Linked DNA regions of Anas platyrhynchos: region 1 is linked to region 2. Evidence: chromatin contacts called from public Hi-C data. All regions are on one chromosome and are shown on one strand. The core of a region is the stretch at or near the end of the contact, and the rest is flanking DNA. Distances in the headings are between cores, read along the strand shown.

Evidence for each region. A called contact is a pair of places that touch in the nucleus more often than the background predicts.
Region 1: a Hi-C map of liver shows a contact between it and region 2, with 2.7 times the contacts expected there. The contact joins two enhancer-like sites. A contact is called at or near these places in 2 of 8 Hi-C or Micro-C datasets (liver and subcutaneous adipose tissue).

What each region holds. Positions count from the first base shown.
Region 1 is chr2:55,647,448-55,651,427 of IASCAAS_PekinDuck_T2T, forward strand. LDLRAD4 (low density lipoprotein receptor class A domain containing 4) reads left to right here. Exons shown (of 7, transcript XM_027451928.3): 5 at 1-44. Among named protein-coding and RNA genes, the nearest start is that of RNMT, 44 kb to the right of the region's middle. Within about 2 kb of position 1,889, at least 1 of the 8 cell types and tissues checked has an H3K27ac peak or open chromatin away from gene starts, as enhancers often do.
Region 2 is chr2:55,371,430-55,375,349 of IASCAAS_PekinDuck_T2T, forward strand. No RefSeq gene overlaps it. Among named protein-coding and RNA genes, the nearest start is that of LDLRAD4, 9.8 kb to the right of the region's middle. Within about 2 kb of position 1,367, at least 1 of the 8 cell types and tissues checked has an H3K27ac peak or open chromatin away from gene starts, as enhancers often do.

The sequences.
Region 1 (3,980 bases), core at 639-3,138, 280 kb after region 2:
ACCGGCAGAGCCAGAGCAGAAGACAGGAAGAAACTCTGCAGACGGTGAGTATGAACGAACCCTTCCACCAAATCCCTTTTCCTCGTGTTGTACTTGTCTGCACCCGAGCCTGCAGAGAGGCTCTGATAGCACAACTCTTTGAAAAACTTCCAATGTTAGTTTCAGTACTTCCTAGAGTTAGCTCTGTTGCTGCCCTTGGATTTGTCAGTGGCAAAAAATGAGAATGGAAATTTAAAATTGACTGCCTCTGAGTATTCTTAGACCCTGCTATGCCCTACGTAGCGTGTTTCATCTTGTGTTTGGAAGTTCAGGTGTTCAGGTGTTCAGCTGCTGCTGCTGTGGTGTGAGGGGAAATGGAAGGAGAGTAAATGGAGATCACCTGGGGTATGAAGAATTGACATTTGTGTTGTGACTTTTTAGATACTTACTAATATCTTGGAGTTTTACCGCTGTTACTGCTTTGTGAAGCTGCAGTGACAGTTTGCTGGATCCAAAACACTAGACCAGTAGGTGCCCAGGAGAACGTCGTGTTTATGTTTCATTCGAGCAGCAAGAAAATACGAGGAAAGTGATCCTTCTCAGGGGCCTGGAGTGGCTAAGATGTCTTGTTAGAGAGCCAGAGGCTGAAGGCTGAATCTCCATCCAGCTTTTCCAAGGCTGTCCCAAGTTGACCCAGCAGTAAGGGGGCTCGTGACTTGCCTCGGGAGCCAGAAGTTTGCTGGGTGGGATGTGCTGGGTGCAGCTTTGTCTCACCCTTCTTTCCGTCCTGGTTGTGTGTTTCAAGCTCCTTCTTTGTGCTCCGTATCACAGGGGTGTGATGAGGTGCTTCAGGGAGCTAATCTGGCTGAAAACCAGTTGCTTTTTAACACGTTTTTGCTGAGGTGACTCTTACACCTTGGAGGCTGTGCAGGAAAGAGAGGAGCCATCTCCTCGAGAGGAGGCAGCCCTGGTGCCCATCGTTCTGATAACCAGGAGCTCTAACTTAGTTACAGATGAAACTACAGCTTGTGAAACCGTAACCTTGTGGACTTCTGGGCTGGAAACACTGCCTAGATTAATTTGAGAGGTTTTTTTTGAAAATTTTTGAAATGGACACACTAATTTAAGAACCACGCTTCTGTCTGAAAAGTGTTAACTATAATTGCTACGAGGAGCTCAAATGACATGATTTGAGATAAAGGCAACGCATTTTCATCTTCACAAATCTTTTAAAATGGCAGCGAGCTGTCAAATGCATGAAGAAACCCATTATTTCCTGCGCATGGTTCGTTAGTATTGTCTGTTATTAGAGCGAGTGGTGCCTTCTCTCTTGGAAGCCAGGGAGGAAACACCATCTTCCTGCAAATAAGGATGTCGGATTTGACACTGGGGACTCGGAGCCCTGCTGTAGTATCCAAAACTGCTCTTAAATCATTTTTAAAACACTGACCCAGTTTCGGTTTGATGGCAACCTTGTAAGTACTGATAATCATAGTTGAGTGAGGGCTTCGTAGGAATTGGTAATTGGTTGGCAAGAAGTGGTTACTAATTCTTCCGAAAACTGTCTGGTGTGGGTTTGTCATCGCTGTTACTCATCTTGGTTTCTGATAAGCCGAAGCCATTCTTAAAAAAAGGTCAGATGCGCGGGGCAGAGCCCTGTGGCAGTCTCTGAGGTCAGACATCGACTATTTTTGAATTTTCCTTTGTCTTAAGCATCAGAAGGAAATGCTGGTGGAAACCAGCCGCGCTCTGTTTGCAGCACAAGCCGTAGAAGCAGCGCGTGGGGCGTGAGGAGCAGGGAACGGACGTGGCTTTTTTGGTGATGTGAAACTGGAAATGACCAGTCCCGTCTCGCTGTCCCAAGCGGAGTGGATTGCAGAAGGTGAACAGGCAGCGCGTGCTGCGAGGCACAGGGTGGATTGTGCCTTGTGAAATACATCTGCCTTTTAACCAGGCAGGCTCGGTCTGTGTGCTGATGGGAAGTGGGTTTTCTTCCAAGGGAACAGGCTTCTTGTGGCGTGCAGGCTCTGAAAATGGATTTAAATGTGTATTAACCACTAATGCGTAGAGAGAATGTCATTCTGACTCAGGCCTTTTGTCGGCAGAGAAACGGTGAGCGAAAACAGGGGAAGTTCCGCAGTATTTTGTAAACCAAACCAGTAAATGAACTGGCTGGTTCCTGCAGGGAACTGTGAAGAGAAACCACCCCCACCTGACCGAGGTTGCAGAGGTGTAGCGAGAGACAGGATCTGCCCTTTCTTACTCAGATGGGCCTTTTTTGGTTGTTTGTTTCTTTTTTTGTTTGTTTGTCCCTCTCCATGCCTGTGCTACGTTCAGCTCTGTGCCTTTTCCTCAGGCCCGTCCTGTTTCTGGATGAGGGTGCCCTCCAACAGCTGAGCTGCAGCTGCCCTGAACACCAGCTCGCCCACTGCCAATCTCCCTTATTCTGCTTCTTTTTATAAGAGGCAGAATATTAAATATTAAATATTTATTTACAGCCTCACACCTGTAAAACTTGTGGGGTCAGGCCTCTGAAATAACGAAATGCAATGTGTGTTTACATGCTTGTGTGTTTCTTCTTTGTCTGGCTGAACTTTTTTTTTTTATTAAAAAAAAAAAAAAAAAAAAAAGACTAGAGGTTGAAATTCTCATTGTCCAGAAATCAGAGTATTAAAAGAAGATGAAACATCACCAGAATCCCAAGTGTGAGCAACACTTGAAGGGCAGAAAAGATTTTCTGATCCCAGAAAATCTGCGAGTTGGTCTTCAACGACTTCATGCTGTTGCATCCTTGTTCTGTAACCGTGCTTTTCTGCGTGCCCATCATTTCCATTCTAAATTTTTGGTTTTTCTTTTCTGTTTTCCCCTCCTTTTTATCCCTTCTGGGGTCTTTATTACCATGATTAGTGTGCTGAGGCCTTAAACCCTGAGGGCACAGAAATACTGGGTTTTCCTGTCGTGGTGCTGCTGAGGAGGCTGCTTCACCTCCCAGGGCAAGCCCCCCGCCTCCTGGTGTGGCTCTTAAAACATACAAACCCTTAAAACACACAGCGTGCGTTTGGCAGCGTTTCACCACGGGTGTAATACCAGCAGAAATTCAGGTCTGGGGGAGACAGCATCTAGGAGGTCTGCAGGTAGGGCTAGAAGCGAGGAGCACCAGCTCCTGGTGGCTACTGACTCGTTGTGGCACCTTTGGGCAGCTTGCTTCATCTCCAAATCAAGGAGGACGCATAATCACGTCTATTTCCTTCGCTGCCATGAAATGAAGATTATTTCGCGTGGCAAAGTGCTGTGGGGTTGGGGAAATAAGGACTTTAAAGCATCAAGTAACAGAAATAACCGCTGGAAGTGTCAGGAGGCAGAGTAAGAGTGAGAGTTCTGACTCCGTAATTACCTCTCGTGAACTTCTTGTTGGTGCTGTGCCATTTATTCTGCAAGGTGCTGTAACCTTTCCTGCCCTTGGGGGAAAAAAAAAAAAAAAACTTATAAAGGAAGGAGAGGCCTTGCTCGTGTCGTTCTGCTAGGGACAAGGCAGTAGCTTCTCCCCCCTCATGTCTGGGAGGGAGAGCTTTGTGAACTGCAGAGCTGGGATGCTCTGCATCAACTGAGAAGGGGCAGGGCAGGGAGGAACGGGCCTGTGGGTGTTCTTGGAGTAGGGCACTGATGAAATGTGCTGTAATATGTCACTGCCACCTAGGGCCAACATCGGAAACTACACTGCCACTTGAAACACTTCACCTGCAAAAAAAAAAAAAAAAAGAGATAGGGGTATTATTTTATATATATAAGTGTAAAATTATATACGTAAAATTTGAGTTTAGTTAGGGGGAAGAGAGTGACCCTCTTAATACCCATAAATGCATTTCAGAGAGTGAAGACCTGACTTTTGTTTCCCAGGAAGTACCATTTCAGGCAGAGCTCTAGTTGTTAAAAACTAAAAAGTGGAAAAAAAAACCACAAAGCCACTCCTTAAGGGAGTCAGTAAATAAGCAAATTTGTGA
Region 2 (3,920 bases), core at 117-2,616:
CATCTGGGGACCAACTGATCTTAAAAGACTTACTATGGGGATGAGGTATTTTGGGGGCTGGATACCCTGAATGGCATCTTGATGTCAGCCTAACCCCGTGCCGATTTTCCTTTCCTTCTCATTCTTAGGGAATTGCTAGGTGGCCCGTGCTGTCAATGAGGTGAACTGTAAACATCCCTCTGCACTTCCAGATTCACCTTCTAGAGTGCTTTGTGTCAGCTGTGGCAATGTAAAGTTTCTTTCACGCAGTTAATGGGACAATTATATCAGAATGGTGAGATCATGCCTTTTGCTGAAAAGAACAGTGATCTTTCATGGACAAAGAGAGCTTTATTTAAATCATTGCAAATAAAGCACTATTTTATTCAGTGGAAGGGGGTGAGTGCTACAGTTTGGGTAGGCACAGCATGGCTGGAAGGTGAACTCGCTTTACAGAGTGGTAGGTAGATGACTGGGGTCTCTGTCCCAGAACAAATTAAGCAAAGTTTTGTTTTATCCTTCTTTCACCAACTCACAGTGTGCAGGCAGTTACAATATTGCCTAAGACTGTTGAAAGTAATCTTATTTGGTTTGTTAAATGTAGAAAACCTGTCTTGGTCTCTTGCAGTGTATAAGGATTTTTCCTGTAGGTAGATACTGTGCATGTAAATCAAGCTATAGTGGTGGACAGCTCTGTACTCTGAGGGAACTACTGGGATGCATAAACTGATCATGGGTCATGAGCCATATCCAAACAGAAACATGGACAAATTACCCACTCTTGATTCTTTAGGATCTTATATTTGTATGAGGGAAAACCCAATGACATTGCTAAGAGAAATAGGGGATTTTGAGATGTATTTGCTGTTCCTTTGTCAAGCTGCAGAGAGAATTTTCTTTTTCTTTAAAAAAGACTTCCAGTGGGTACTAATTTTAGTTTGACTTTTGACACTGTTCTGAATGACATCTGGATTTCTTATAAAATTGTATCTGCCCGGTACAAAGCTGAGACTGATCACTTACAAATAACTTCCTCTGCTCTTGTAACTTTATGTGAGAACAGACAAGTTACAGCTATATTGACTCCAAACCATTTTTGTTTTTTATTTTTAGTGGCAGGTGGGAGGGATTCTGAAGTTCCCTGAGGCTTCTTTAAATGAACTGAGCCTGTGCCTGGATTGTCCCAGTTAACTACCAGGTAAAGTCTATACTGGTTAATAGGGAGGTTTGTGGATGGAGAGGAGTCTGCCCGATATTGTTACAACCTTCACAGTATCAGCGAGAGATCTGTGAGAGCAGGGAGGCCCAGGAGGCGAGAGGGTAGCCTGGAGTCTCTTCCAGCAGCAGCTGTGCAGCCTCTGGCTGAATGCCCCATGCAACTGCTAAAGCACTCCAAGCTGTGCCGTTCCTCGCCAAGATCTCCACGTTGCTGTTGGGATGCGGTGCCAGGAATGGTGTTGAACAGAACAATATCTTCTTTGCTCTGCTGCCTTGCCCCCAGCAGAAGGGCAGATATTTGGAGGGAGAAAGGAGTAGGAGATAACAGTTTGCCTGTTCCCCTGGCGAGGCTCTGAGGTCTCTGCAGGGCCTCGCTGCATGTGGTGTAATTCAAGTTGTTGTTCAAGTTGTTGCAAATATCACTGCAAAAACAATGCTCGAACAAAAATAAACAGTGAGAAGATATTCCAATACCCATGGGGAGGAACAGCCTTCATTGTGTGATAATTGTCTAGTTTTGAAGCAATACAGTTTGGGATGGTTATGTGCTAAAAAGCTGTGGATGGCATAGCTAGAAGTAAACCATAAGCACATTTATTTGCCCATCTATGCACGCTGGTGAAAAGTCTCAAGTTTGAGGAACAAAGAGATTATTTCGCATCTTTGTTGTCTTGCCAGAAAGACATAGCTTGCAGAAGTGAAATTTTCTGGCAACGTTATAACTTAGATTGGCATAAGATATAGGTGTGGCTATGTTTTATAAAAATGCTGCCAGACTGTCTGACATAATGTAGGTGCATGTATATTGAGAGTATATGTGCACGAATAACCTGCTCTGTCTCCTAATTCTAAGCAACTTATCATGCATTGGCTGTTTTTACATTAACTGCCTGGATGCAAATTGTTATTGTCAGGTCAGTAAGAGATTAGTTGAAGTCAGTTATTTTCCTGGTTAAAGACCAACTTCTTTTGCATGTGTCGTTAAGGCAGAGCTTACATTTTATAGAAATTACTGCAAATTTACTGATTTGATGTAGATTTGATATCCTTGCTTGTGACAATTTGTTCATGAATTTCTACTGTAGAGTGCAGTCTAGTGAATATGAGTGAGCAAAAGCAAGATGTTACCCTGCACAACTGAGGTAGAGCTTCATTAAATGGAACATCCTCCCCTACGTATTCCTGATTCATTCTTTGGGCAGTCTCCCTTCAGTGCAGTGAGGGGGAAAACTACCATAGAAAAGATAAGATGCAAAAATGGAAAAGAAATGCAAGTAAGATGTTAATGCCACGATGTAGATTGGCACATATTTCTGCAAATTATATTGTATCAGAAGAATTTCTGAAGGTGCATTGATCTGCATCAGGAGTTCTTCAATGTTAAGGTTACAATCCATCTTTTCACTTAACATTAAAGAACAAAAAGCAAAAGCACAAAACTTTAGTAAATCGTCTCCTAACCTAGGAAAACTTTTTTTATTCATTTTTTATTCATGAAAGTCTGTATTATACAGTGCATAATGAATGCATAGGGTTTCTAATCAGTTGCAGAAAACTGTCTTTGAATGTAGTAAAATACTCTTTCACTTCATAGGCTTGAGAACAAAATACAGTGTTTCTTTTTTTCGTGCATCTCATTGCATTAAACATATGAATCAGGGTATCATTTTCACAACATGACAGGGCACATCTTCGTGCTTTAACATTCACTAGAGAAATATGTGAATAACCTGGTAGGATTGTATCTATAACGATGATATACACAAGCTTTGGAGTTAAAATTTTGAAATGTAGAAACATTTTTCTCAACAGTTTTTGAATATATTTTTCTAGTAGTGTCTTGTTTAAAGTGGTTCAACTGTCAGTGAAGAGTGCTGAAGGTGCCAGCCAAATGAATAGTGTGTTAAAGGAAAAAGATGTAAAAATCCATCATTTTTATGTATTCCACATTCTCTCAACTTGTTATGCTGATGCTAAAATAACTGTGAAAGATTAATTTTAATGACTTTTTATTTTGGGCTCTGTTCTTGGAGTCTGTAAGGTATGTTAAAGATCTGTAGGTAGCCTGCTTATAAATAAGTGAGTAGCTAAGGAAGTATCTGAGATAAGAGGCAGCAAGTTATTGGAGGAATTCCTGTTAATACAGTCATCCAGATCTGTGCATTAGAGCGTGGTTTGTCCTTCTTCAAGCTGCTTGTGATCTAGTGGTTAAAGTTTGGCTGTCAGGATGAATTCTGCCACTCAGCCTTCTCTGTTGTTGTTTTCTTGTCCACAGAATAGGAATAATGCGTGTGTGTGTCTGGGCTGGTGAGATACAGCTGGTTAATGTCAACAAAATGCTTGGAGAGCTGTTAATGGAAGGCATTAAACTACTGTGTTAAGAAGATTTTTAATATTAAAAATATATTACAGATGATCTGCAAAAATAGTGAGGAGGATTAGAAGTCGAAAAAAAAAAAAGTGATACATTTAACACAAAAGAGCAAAGACGGGATTCCTAAGAGCTCTTTGGGAGTAGTCTGCTAGAGGGGAATACCACAACAGTCTTATTTTCAGTATTTCAGTAAGCAATTGTAGCCATGTTTTTTTCAGACATGAAAAAAATGCACTTGGTCACAGCAGGCAATGAAGCAAACCAGACACAGCAGCAGGTTCCATTTACTCTCGTTCTGGACAATACAGCTCTCAGGTCGGGTGCTGTTAGCCTGTGATGCCTTGAGGGA